Linked DNA regions of Triticum aestivum: region 1 is linked to region 2. The links are chromatin contacts, called in public Hi-C maps. All regions are on one chromosome and are shown on one strand. The core of a region is the stretch at or near the end of the contact, and the rest is flanking DNA. Distances in the headings are between cores, read along the strand shown.

Region 1 (7,129 bases), core at 1,991-4,490, 180 kb after region 2:
AAATTACTTGGATATAACAAAAAAAGTTCATGATTTTTATAAAAGTTTGTGTATTAAAAAATATTAGTGTAATTTAACAATTTTTCGCCAATTCAAAAAATGTTCATGAATGAAAAAATATCCTAAAAATTTAAAAACTTCTCGTGACTTACAAAATAGTTTATTCATTCATAAAATGTTTGCTAATTCAAAAAATGATCATGCATTTCAAAAAATGTTCGTTAAATAAAAAATGTTCGTCAATTTTAAAAAGTGTTCCACCAATTCCCCAAAAACATTCACCGATTCAAGAAAACTGTTTAAAAATGTTTACAATTTTAAAAAATGCTTGCAAATAGTATAATATGTTCATGGATTCAAAAAATGTTTTTGATTTTAGAAAATGTTATAAGAATTCTAAAAGTGTTCACGAATTTAAAAAATGTTCATGATTTCATGAAATTGAGAGTGATAGTGTATCTTGGTGATGCGGCAAAATGTGATCATGGGCATTGAAGATTATGATTTATTTATTTTCGTTGCAACGCACGGACCCTTTTGCTAGTCTAACCTAAAATCCTCATCCTGAGCGATGGACGGAGAGAGAAGGGGTCGTGATCTCACCGGAGGAGGTATGCCTTAGCTCGTGGGGTTTCACGAGTAACGCTACACGTACAAAATAGTTACAAGGTTTTACAAAGAGGGTTAATTTGATTGGTCAATAGGTGAGGAATACGGCCCACCCCCCTGAAAATCAGGGAGGGGGGCAAGTTTATGATTGGTTACTAGATGAAAAGATCCTGTAAAATCCTGTAATCTTTTGTACGTCTAGCATTTTTGGGTTTCACAAGAGGGAGGGGGAGAGGGAGCAATAATCCTACACGCACGGACAGCACACGGACTATTACGGGCCCTTTCCATCCATCTAAACATTGCCAGGTGGTTGGGGTCCCTCCCTCCCCCTTAATCCAATAGCAATCTGCCAACTCAAACAAACCCCGTAAAACGTCTGTAGAAGTCCGCTGATGTAGCATTGCTCAGGAGGGAGGGAGGCTAGAAATTTCGCTAGAATTCAGCTGCATGAAACCGCATTCGCCTTGATCGTCGTGGGTAGCTGCAACGGTGCAAAACCAAAAGCAATGACACCTTAATTGGTCGCATCAATACACCTTCGTGTCTCGTGATATCTCTACAGTCTATACAACTCTCACTCGGTCAGCGTCCATCGGAGTACACTCGCGGATGCAGCAGAGAAACCGCGACTCCTCATCACTGATTCAGTGATTCTGACTACTACTACTAGTATTCTGCCGGTCTGCGGTGCAGCTAACACAGCCGTCGATCGAATGATCGATCGGTCATCTCTTGGGCGTCGCCGGGGCCGGCTCCATCTGCAGCACCCGCTCGAGCTCCTCCACGACCTCCGCCATCGCCGGCCGCTCCTTGGGGTTCTTGCCGAGGCACCGGTCCGCCAGCCTCGCCGCCTCGCGCGCGGCCGCCAGCGGGTACCGCCCGCCCAGCCGCGGGTCCATGATGGTCCTGAAGCTGTCCCCTCCGGGCGGGTGCCGCCGCACCCACCCCAGCAGCTTCTGCTCCTCCGCCGGCCGGCTCCGCTCCACCGACCGCCGCCCCGTCAGGATCTCGTACAGCACCACCCCGAACCCCCACACGTCGCTCTTCACCGTCAGGTGCCCCGTCTCGATGTAGTCCGGCGCCGCGTAGCCGTGCGTGCCCACCACCGCCGTCGACACGTGCGTCCGCCCCTCCGTCGGCCCCTCCCTCGCCAGCCCGAAGTCCGACAGCTTCGGCCGGAACTCGCCGTCCAGGAGCACGTTGGAGGCCTTGAAGTCCCTGTATATCACCTGCCACACTAAAACGCCGCCGGATCAGCCTCGCCGGACCGACCAAGAACCATCAAAGAACTCGACCGACCCTCTCGACGACGAAATTAACCTGGACTTCCGGGAGGCCACGGTGGAGGTAGTCGAGGCCGCGCGCGGCGCCGGCCATGATCTGCAGCCTCGTCCTCCAGGGGAGCGGCGGGTGGGCTCGGCTGAAGAGGTGGTCGTCCAGGGTCTTGTTGGGCATGAACTCGTACACCAGCAGCCTGTGCTTGCCCGCCTCCGAGTCCACCGCGCAGTAGCCGACGAGCTTCACCAGGTTCGGGTGCTCCAGGACGCACAGGAACTGCACCTCAGCAAGCCACTGCTTGTGCCCCTGAAATCATCATCAGAAATCCCCATAAAAGATTACAAGATGCTTGATTAATGATTATGAATGAATTCTACTAGTGCAGGAGTACAATTTAATTTGAGTAGTGTGATGCTGTCCCGATCGGGTGTGGAGCCTGCACCGAAGTTCACGTGGTGGTTGAGCTCTGCGAATTCTCATTGAAGGTGACATGAGTGGGCGTCCTTGTCCCCGGTGGATATGTTTATTGCTATGCTAAGGTTCTGAGTTCGTCATGGAGCTCAAGATTTCTACTAGGAGCAATTCTCGAAGAATTTAGGTTTCTGACCTGTAAGCTGCGTTGGTTGAGGCGCTTGACGGCGAGGACGACGCGGCCGCCGGCGGCGGAGCGGAAGAAGGCGCGGTAGACGGAGCCGAAGCCGCCCTCGCCGATCTTGAGCGCGCGGCTGAAGCCGTTGGTGGCGCTGCCGAGCTCCTCCAGGCCGAACACGCGGAGCCCCGCCGCACCCCGCTCCTCCGAGAGCTCCTGGATGCTCCTCGTCGGCGTCGACGCCGACGACGACGCCTTGCTCCGCTTCGGCCCGTCCGGCTTAGGCTCCACCGGCGGCTTTCCGCCGCCAGCAGGGCGCCGACGGCTCTTGCCGCTCTTGAACGCAAAGCACCCCATCAATTCAATCCGCGGGGTTCTCAGGAGGGGCTAGCTGTCCATGGAGGGGAAGCAGTCCAAGAAGAACAGGGTCAGAAGGAACTGAGGAAGACCAAACCGAATAATTCCGGCACGGCGACACAGAGGGAAACGAAGGAGGTTAGTGGGCTGAATCAAGAGGAAGCAGATTTAGCTTTGGCAAAGACAAGCGGGTGCGTGGAAACGCGCGGCATGGGAGACGCATCAACATATATAAAAACCGCCATGGATCATGCGGGGAATCGAGAGGAGATACGTACGTCGACGGTCAACGGACCCGGCCGCCCTCGCCCTCGTGGTGACGCACTGCCAGCGTTGGTGTGCGGTTGCGCCGCGAACGCCAAGATATATGCCCACACCGCCACGTCAGATGAGACGCACACCCGGTTCCTGCTCAGCTGTACATCAGGGCAACTTACGTCCGTTTTGCTTGGATTCTGTTCGTTTGAATAAGGCAACTGAATCGTGTTCCAACTTTTCTAAAATGCACTGGCCATGCGCTTAACATACGGACGCATCCTTTGACTCTGTCACGGCCAAATATGCCCATATATATTCATATTCATCAATGTTTGAAACCCAATCAAAATTGTCTCGAATAAAATAATTTTACAACTAAATTGAAATTGTCTTGAATAAACGTAATGAACCAATATATCTATTGGTTGCAAATGTGATTCCACATGTGCTCAACCGAGTCATTTTGAAGCTCCAAATAAGTGTGACAATCACGCATTTCACAATGAAATTGAGTAAAGTGTCCAAACATGGCCGGATCTTGGTGCAGGGGCTCAACATTTTCACCTTGAAAATCAAATCCTTGGTCGAAGATGCTATTATCACGCTCGTCCTCGATGATCATGTTGTGCATGATCACACAAGCAGTCATCACCTCCCAAAGCTTCCCTCATCCCATGTCAGTGCAGGGTTTCGAACGATACCCCATCGGGATTGAAGCACACCAAAAACACGCTTCACATTCTTTGTAGCACTCTCTTGCATTTGGGTAAATCTCTGTCTCTTCTCACCTTGGGGGTTCAAGATTGTCTTTATAAAAGTTGACCACTGAGGATATATACCATCAGCTAGGTAGTATCCCTTGTTGTAGTGGCAGCCATTGATCTCAAAGTTGACTCGTGGGGAACGACATTCTGCAAGCGTTGCAAAGATTGGAGAACGTTGCATCACGTTGATATCATTATGAGAACCTGCCATGTCGAAGAAAGAATGTCATATCCAAAGATCTTGTGAAGTCACCGCGTCTAATATGACAGTGCACGCTTTAACATGCCCCTTGTATTGGCCCTGCCAAGCAAATGGACAGTTCTTCCACTCCGAGTGCATACAATCTATGCTGCCAAGCATGCCTTGAAAGCCTCTATCGGCGTTGATCGCCAACAGCCTTTCTGTATCAGTGGCATTTGTCTGCCTCAAGTAATCAGGGCCAAACACTACCACCATGGCCTTGCAAAAGTTGTACAGTGACAGCAGAACCGTGGTCTCACTCATGCGCACGTACTCATCCACCAGATCGCCTGGAATTCCATATGCAAGCATGCGGATGGCCGCGGTGCATTTCTGGTAAGAGAAGAATCCAAGCTTGCCAAGGGCATCCGTTTTGCACTTGAAGAATGGGTCATGAGCAACCACTGCCTCTCGAATACGATTGAACACATGCCTTGCCATACGAAAACGACGACGGAATTTATCCGGTTTGAAGAGCGGGGTATTCGCAAAGTAATCGACATAGAGCAGGGCGTAGTCTCTCTCTCTCTCTGCTGCGGTTCAGGTTGGGAGCACGGCGAGGGGCTGACCCCTGTACCGAGGCCGCTGCCGTTCAATGTGGTCATGAACGACCAGTGCAGCCACCACAAGATCTTCGTCATCCGAGGATGAATCATCCGATGAATAAATGAAGTGGTTGAAGAAAAATTCATCTCCACTGTCCATACTTTTGTGGGCAAAATGTCAAACACCTTGCGGTCGCGGTGGCAAAGAGGCCGCTATGATCACCTCGATGCAGCAGGGGCGTTTGGCGGCCGACTACAGGCCGCTCTAGAGCACCCGACGGAAGCTGTCGTGGTCCATAGCCGTCTCCGGCGCTCGTATCCCCTCTGACATCGTCTACGACAACGACGGCCAAAACTCCTCCAAACGACGGCCAAAACTCTTACGAAAGCGTAGGCGTGGTGGCGGCCATGTCGAGACGTGATTTGGTATGGACGGACCGGGGGTGAGTAGTGAGGAGGCGGTCAGAGAATAATGACGACGCTGGCGGCGGGGTGGGGCAGGGGAGGACAGGTGGAGGCATTGAAAGTGAATGGAGTGCTAGTGTTCCCGACAGGCGGGCCACGGGGAGGACAAGGCGTGCGTCCAGCCCGTCCGCGTGATGTCTATTTCACCCCAAACACGGCACATGTTTGGGCCGGAAATGGGTCGAAAACGGACAAAAACCGGACATTTGTCCGTTTGGGGCCACACATTGGGCCGCGCTATTCGTCCGTTCTATTCCAAACGAATTAGGACGGATGGGATGGGATCGCGCGCTGAAGTTGGCCTCGGCTGCTGCCTAGTCGTTTCTTTTTTTTTACCCAAATATGGAAGATATCGGACATGCAAAAAAAGTAGAGGACGTGTCAAATATAGAAGAGAAACACATTTTAATCTAGTGTCAAATGAGGAATTCCCTCTTACATATTTACTTCCTCCGTTTTTTATTTACTCTGCATAAGGTTTGACTGAAGTCAAACTTCATAAAGTTTGAACAAATTTATATAAAAAAATATTTATCATAAAAAATCAAAATGATGTGAAAGTACATTCAATAATGAATCTAATGGTATTGAATTGTTATTATATATGTTAATGTTTTATTTATAAACTTTGTCAAAGCTTATAAAGCTTGACTTTAACCAAAACTAATATGCGGACTAAATAAAAACGGAGGGAGTACATGTTTAGAGCTTCACTTAGATGAACACGCCTCTTTGGTTCATAGATTTTAGTTTTTGTATAAAATGAATATGGTGTTTATCAATCCCAGATGTTGAACCGTCGACCACGCTGGTGCCACATTTTTTTAGAAATGAAGGAAGATCCCCGGCCTTTGCATCTGGATAATGCATGGAGGCATTTTGTTGATTGTTCACATAAGACCTTACAAAGTAATACAACAGTAAGATTAAAGTCATCGTCTAGCCAACATCTGTCGCTACTCCTATCCAATTGATGAAGAGATGCTGATAGTCTGGGCCTAATACCAGACAGACCTCGCAGCTAAACCTACCATCTAAGACCTGAGGTCCCATCCAGGACGCCTGCCGGGTATGGGGCACCCACCGCTCCGGCGCACTTCTCAACCAGGACGCCTGTCGGAAATGAGGCCGCCGCAGCCACCTGCCACCAATCCATCTTCAGAATTGTACTGCTGCATCTATCTTGTCCGGTCTAGCTGCCGTCGACGCCACCACGACGCCAGACCGCGTCACCCTCCTGCGCGAGTCCATCTCCGCGCACCGGACGCCGAGTCACTACAGCGCCATGCCGCCGAGATCCGCCGTCATCAATAAGTGAGATGAAGCACCCCTCCACCAAAGAATCCGTTCTCTGGTCCCTCGATCACATGTGTACCTCCAAGAATGACGCCCCAAAGAGGGGAACGACGCTAGAGTGCCGCCGTCATCCGATCATCCGATCTAGGTTTTCCCCGGAGGTAGCAGAGAGTGGCCTTAAACTTCTCCACGGCGATGCCTTCAAGAAGAGAACGATGCAGATAGCGCCGCCACCACCGGTCTTGGTAATAGCCGAAAGCAAGTTTTCACCCAGATTTGTTCGAAGGAATCCAACTCCCATGCACGACCGCCGCCACCACCAGGCTAAGCACTCGTCGTCGCTGGCACCTCCACGATGCCCAAAGGCCGCGAGACTCGCCGCCGCCACGCCTGGGCCGCCGGCCACCGCTGCCAACACAACCCCACCATCCACCGGATCTGGGTAGAGATCCCAGATCCATCCCCCACCACCCACCACCACGGAGGGGAGGAGGCGGCGCCAGCGAGGGATGCCGAGAGGGGGAGAAGGAGCCGAGGCAGGGCAGCCCGACGCCCGGAACCACCAGGCAGATGAAAACGCCCCGCGGAGTCCCCAACTCCGTGCGGGAGAGAGCCGCCCCGCCGCCGCCAACGCCACACAGCCTTTGGCCGGCGACGCCCCAGGCGGTGGCGAGGAAGGGGGTTGAGGCGAAGGGGGCGACGGGGGCGGCGCTAGGGTTCCTCC
Region 2 (6,669 bases), core at 1,878-4,377:
TATTTTGAATTTTTCAACTTTTTGAAATGTGTATTTCGACAATGGGTGCATATGCACCTAGGAGCCAAAGGCAATTACTGCAACTCGACTATCTATCTTAGAAATGTGGGGATGCAGATTCGCTGGAGAGCAGCAACCTCACTATCTATCTTAGAGGTGTGGAGTGCAGGCGGATTGTTGCAATTGTTCACCGGTGCGGGGCTTAGAGGTATGGTCAGGGTGGTGGCCAACAACAGCGGTGGGGGAGGTTGAGGAGAGGGCGGGGCGGCGAGGCGGTGCGCGGTAGCACCCGCCGGCCGCTGGTTGTTGAGGCCGGTGGTTAGGACAGGGCAGCCAAAAAGAAGAAGATAGGAGGGAGGTTCTATTTTGGACCGTTGGATTAAGATCTAGTGGTGACTGATAAATGACTCATTATAATTGGTCCCTGATAATATTGAGAAAATATCAATTACTTCCGACTTCTGAAACAATATGATTCAAGAGCTACATATGGGGAATACATGCAACCATATTATTACAAAAGTAAGAAAAAGGATGACGAGAATAACTGCAGCAAATGACAACAACAACCATTAATGATCACCACCATCACATTTAGGTATGAAAATGAAACGAAAATGAACGGAAGTAATTGCTGCCACATTTTTTCAGAAAGTGGCGTTGTCTTCACAGCGGAGGCGACGGCCAGCAAGGTGAGATTTTGTCCCAACAACATGAGTTATTAGGTATTTGTGTTATGGTTAATATGCCACTACATGAGTTTTATCGAGTGCCGGACTAACCCACATAGACATAGAAAACGGAAAGCTCCATACACGAAAAACGCTATTCCATTTTCGCTTCCGTGTAAGAAATTTTGTTTCATAATATTTAGTTTTTCCTGAAATAGAAGCAAAAGATTTGCCTCATACATTAAACAAGAAGGGGATAACGTTTGTGTTACAATCACCCCTTACAAACAAAAGGATTACTCTCTCGCCATCAAATTGCCTAGATGCTTAGCCCCTGCGGCGATCCAAAGCTTTGTCTCGTCAATCACCGTGTTAAGAACTGTCATTGGGGCGCACTTATGATGGAAGACTCCAGCGTTTCCCTCGTGCCAAATTGATCAAGAAACCAACAAGGTTAAAGATGCCATGGCCTTCCTATTGGATATACTAAAGCTAGGACGACTAGACCACCAATCCTTGACGGAGCGTTCGAGGTGCCAAAGGGACGTGTCAATGTTGGTTAGATGAAGCTTGTCAATCACCACACTCCATAGGCGCAAGGTGAACCGACACTTGAGGAATATGTGATCACTGGATTCTTGGACTCTCTTGCAAAGTGGGCATAGCCAACAATTCTGCCATCCACGCTTTGCCAATATATAGTCTATCCAAATTGGATCTTGAATAGCCAACCAAGCGGCAAATTTCACTTTTGGCCATGCCCAAGCCTTTCATACCATTTGACCCAAGGTTGTGTGCTTCCAAACGATATCACCTTTGGTTTGGTCATCAAGGTTAACATCTAAGGTGCATCCAAAGTGTGAAATATTCACATATGCATTGCCATGAAGTGACTCTCGAACTTTCCATTTTTTCTTGAGGAAGCCTCAAAGATAAGAGGTGCAATATCCATGGGTTTACGACCAAGAAGCCAACACGAGCTCCAAAATGGTGTTTTCGCACCATTGCCGGTGGAGACGGTGGAAGAAGCATAGAGGAAGTTGGGATCATCCTCATCACATGGGTTTCCCATCCCTACCCAAAACTTGGAAGTCTCTTTCCATTTATACCAAGGCCAAGGTTACCTAAGAGCACGCATGAATTTGTCGGTATTGAGCACACCTAATCCAACATACTCTGAAGGTTGACAAACCGCCTTTGAGTTGACCTTGCATTTTTCTTCGGTCGTCTTGTCTGAAGCAGACCAAATGAAAGCTCGTTCGAGCTTGTTGATGTCGTGGAATATGCCCGACGAAACTACAAGCGGTGTGATAAAGTAGTGGTTTGGGAGGTGATCACCGGCTTGACGAGGGCCGTGCGACCAATGAAGATTATGTTTTGAACCTACCAAGTGACTACCTTTCCTACAAACTTGTCCACGAGGTGCCAGAGACGATCCACCTTTTTAAGGCACAAAACAGATAGGGGCAACCCCAAATAACGCATTGGGAAGGAGGCTTTTGTGGCCTGTAAGCTTCGCACAATTTGCTCAAGATTGATATGATCGCATAGAATAGGCACCGCCGAGCTCTTGTGAAAGTTAGTACATAGGCCCGTGACATCTCCAAATCCTCTCATGATGCCAGCGAGATTATCAATGTCACCTTTGATGGGGCATAAATATTGCCGCATCATCGCATACAGTGAGGTACGCACCAGAGCGCCCCTCCCACGAATCCTGGGTAGGATGCCATTGCCAACTCAAGAAGAAGTTGTGGGGGGGAGGGGGGGGGGGTGTTCAATTCCACATTCCCTCTCCATTTTCATTTTCCCACGCAAAAACCAAAAACAAATCACTTCATTTTCAGCCCTGATCATATTCTAGTTAGTTGCCCGCTCCGGTCATGATCACAGCCACAATGCTCGGCGTACACCTGCTTCACTTCTTCCCGTTCCACAGATTCTAGGCGCGCGGTCGACGGAGAAACCAACGAGACTACTAATCTGGCCGCTGTGCCCGTCAGCCCGTCCACCGCCCCCGGACCCAGAGAGCTGGATTTCATACGCCGGATTCGGCGCCAGAAGATCGCACCACCAGGCCACCACCCTGGAAAGATCCCAGCTTCCACCGGAAGAATTCAGGGATGACTAACAATGCACGTGCGCCAGGAGGCAAAACCAAAGTTAACAAGTATTTTGATCACTGCACTGCAGCCTGCCTGCAGGGCAGATAAAACGCTTGTTAACTGATGGACTGAGAGTTTCAGGGGAAAGAAAAGTTGCCGGTCAGGTATCTGGCCCCTCTCCATGGCTGCATGATTGATTTGATTCGATCCGGCCATCGACTTCCCGGCCAGCCAACAGGTTCCCTCACACTCCTCTCCTACCACCCATGGTTTCGTCACGGAGCACAACCAACGGCACGCATGCAAACAGACAAAAGCGGGCTGGCTTCCGTGCCCTCCGTCGTATATAACCCCGGCCCGGTCACCTCCATCCGCCAAACTAACAAGCAAGCGTGCCCAGGCGCACCACCCGAGCACGCACGCACGCACGCACGCATCACTCTCCTCTCAGGAGCAACGGCGGCCGTGCCTGCCACGCGCGCGCGAGCATACACATGGGAGAGGTCGCCTCCACCGCAGCGGCGGCGTCGCTCTCGTCGTCGTCCTCGCTGCTGATGGCTGCGACGGCCGTCAAGGGGGACGAGGAGCGGTACGTCATGGTGGCGTCGAGGTTCTTCCGGGTGAAGCCGGGCGCTGCTGCCCGCCACCACTTCCTCGACTCGTGCTTCCTCTGCAAGAGGAGCATCTCCCGCGACCGCGACATCTTCATGTACAAGTACGAGCAAGCTAAATTCATCTAGCGCTACTGCCTACTGCTGCAGCCTGCAACCGCAATTGATTCTCTTTTATTTCCACGGCGAGAAGATCACAACTTCACAGGTGATGATTCTTGGTGCTGATGCGGGCGTTGGTTTGTGCAGGGGTGACGCGGCGTTCTGCGGCGAGGAGTGCAGGCAGGACCAGATGGCCATGGACGAGGCGCTCCACGCGGCGGCGCGCCGGCACCGCAAGCAGGCCGCGGCCGAGCAGGCTGCCGGCACCGCGCGCCGCGAGGCGGCGGGCGCGACGACGGCGTCGATGGTGCACCGCCGGCCGACCATCGCCAACCTCGGCGCGGTGGCGCGCACTCCCGTGGCCGCCAGCTAACACCGTATGCTCGTCGGCGCGCTCGTGCACGTATCGGCTGCGCATGCACCATGGATCGATCTTCCTTGGCTATAGATCGCTAGGTGGCTAAAAAACGAACTGATTATAACAGCAGTTCGTCCGAATGCTATCAACAAGCAAGAGGGGAGAGATGTATAGTTGAGTCATGGATCTCAAAATGTTTTCCTGCATGTTATTGCTGTGTATGCTAAAGTGGATCATCAGCTCTACATAGTACTAGCTGGAGTTCATCGATCAAGCTTAGCTTTCGAGTCTTCTTCGGGACACGTTAATCTGAGCGTGTGTTCTTCTTCTCAATGATATGATACCCTGCTTCTTCCTGTGTATGCTAGTCTTCTGCATCAGTAGTAGACGTATCCTTCTCCGAGCTTATGTTACAAGAAGAAACCTACAGGACCGGATCCATAGTAGTAATTGGCACCACTGTGTTTTTCTAATAATTTTCTTAAAAAAACTTCAGAGTGCCTCTAGCGATGCCTTGTAGGCTCTGTCGCTCTGATACATGTTCGCAATGAGACTTTTCTTAAGATAAAACTGCATAAATATTTACATAAGAGCGTCCATCATGTCGCTCTCTGGACCGTAGATTCTTCACAAGATATTTGCAGAAATTTGGTTCTTAGGAAGAAAACTTCCCACCAGGAGAGATGTGCAAATAAATTCCTGTAAATCAATCATTTTCATCTACTTTGGATGAAAGTTGTTTCTTTGTTGCGCCTTTACTGTGACCTACACTCCTATCCAAATGGCTACTCTATAACTTTGTTATGTGTTGCGCTTCATTGCTGTCATGCTCATGCGCCAGGGAACATCTTACATGAGTTAGCAACTCCGATCTCGGTGATCAGATCACCGAAACAACATATCTTTCCATCTCCCTTTCAGTTCTTATTACAAAGGAAAATCCTTAGGTGGAACTTTTTTTCTTGATTTGCGCCTGTCAGCCTCTCAATTGGAAAACAGACATAAATGACCGCCCAACTTGCCCTTTTATACAGGAGGGCAACAGGAACAAGTGGCAGTAACTATCGGCGACACCCGAGCGCGCCTATTGGCAAACTTTTTCCCGGGACAAAAATTAAAATTCGCAAACCAATCATGCAACATCCAGAATCAGCTACTTAACATATTCCTGGAACCAGTGGCAGGAGAGAATGGGAACACACAGAAAAATAATGAACTACTAAGACATAAATAAAGGCCATGATGCTTGATTCAATTCTACTTTAAGATATGATGTATGGTGTATGGTTCTGGGTTTAAAATCAACGGAGCCATCAACAATCCCACACGCGACCGAATAAATAATCAGTAGTGACATGCCACTGGAGATATTCCAAGAGCTGGAGTGTGACAGCAAGTAAAGAGCAAAGTCGTAGGCCCTCCAAGGCATCAAGCTCACGCCTGAGAAGGACAGGAGAGCCTATGAATGTTGGAACAAGTGCTTGCAAAGGAGAGGGGCGACCGGTGAGAGCGCCACGACGGTAGAGAGCGATGGAATTCTACTTGACAACAAATTGCACTTTATTCTATGCTACCTTCTCTTATGCAGCAGCAGTTGATCTTATCACCCCTAAGAGAGGGACTTGTCACTTGTGAGTGACCTCCATTTGGCGGCAGACCCGTTCTTCGAGTACTACGTGGAAGAGCTACAAGATTTCGACTCTGGGACTCAATGACACCTTCTGCACAGACAGATTTCGATGATCCCACCATACCAGTAGTTTCTCAACTTCCGGTGGCATGTGTATAACTCTTTTTGTTAGAGCACTTGCAAATAATACACATGTGCAAGATGTTCAAAACCATATGTTAAATGAGCTAGAAACACAATGGTAACAGAGAAAGGAGGAAACAAATAAGTACTCCCTCTGCTCCTAAATATAAGGATCAGTTTGGATCGTGTCCACGTTCAATCATGCCTGGCCTGGAGCATGCCTGAGGTGTGCCTGGATAGTGTTTGGTTCATGCCTAAAAAATTGAGTGCTAGCCTGGCCTGTTGATGGGACAACTTGATTAGCCTGGAGTATAAACTAGACATCCTACTTAGCCTGGACCAGGCGTTGGAAGAGGGACGCCTGGGTGCGCCTGGTGCCGTGCCTGGGAATATTATACTATTTCTTTTGGGAAACGTTTAGTGCCGGCGAACCGGCCGAGTGTTCCGCCGGTCGCGCATTGGCCGCTCGATTTGAGCTAATCATACGGCCACAAAACAGCTAACGACCCACGTGCTAACTCTCTTTCACATCCACGTGCTTCCCAAAGGGCCCACGCGCACCGCACTTATCTTCTCCCGTGAGACAACGCCATCCACTGATTTCTTTTCTTCCCCACCGGATCCCATGGCTTTCCTCATCTCCGTAGTGGTCAGCGCCGAGCACCACCGCAGCCCTGGCGCTACGAGTGCTACTCGGGTTCTTCCGTGTTCTTTCCCACCCTCATCTCTCCCATAGCTTTTTCATCCTCCTTTATGTCATGGTTCATCACAAAACCAATCCATCATAGATCTGACGAGGTGCTGCCCATTGGTTGCTTGGCCGGTGCCGCGCCAGCCGCCACGCCATGGTCTGAGCTCCAACCCGGGGGTGGTGCTGGAACCGGCAAGGGGTGGTGCTGCAACTGTCCTCATCTGAAGCTGGAACCATAAGTTGTTGGTGCTGCAAGCCCAGGCCGCTGTGCCGGGGACGATGGCCACGTCGTGCTACAATGGGTGGACGAGATGTTGGAACCAGCCTCGGTGGGAGCAGCAACCAGCGACAAATTTTGCTTCATCCGGTTTCTTTTTT

Evidence for each region. Hi-C and Micro-C count contacts between places; a contact is called where the count stands out from the background.
Region 1: a Hi-C map of leaf shows a contact between it and region 2, with 4 times the contacts expected there. The contact joins the promoter of LOC123156393 here to the promoter of LOC123159595 in region 2. A contact is called at or near these places in 3 of 5 Hi-C or Micro-C datasets (all in leaf) and 1 of 1 datasets of contacts at active chromatin or transcription factors (leaf).

The regions. Positions count from the first base shown.
Region 1 is chr7B:528,782,132-528,789,260 of IWGSC CS RefSeq v2.1, forward strand. LOC123156393 (probable serine/threonine-protein kinase PBL19) reads right to left here and starts at 3,241. Exons shown (of 4, transcript XM_044574522.1): 1 at 3,115-3,241; 2 at 2,498-2,870; 3 at 1,933-2,196; 4 at 1,131-1,841. The coding sequence starts at 2,836. The coding sequence ends at 1,338.
Region 2 is chr7B:528,600,887-528,607,555 of IWGSC CS RefSeq v2.1, forward strand. It overlaps LOC123159595 (FCS-Like Zinc finger 5), which reads left to right and starts at 3,128. Exons shown (of 2, transcript XM_044577412.1): 1 at 3,128-3,491; 2 at 3,637-4,183. The coding sequence starts at 3,271. The coding sequence ends at 3,862.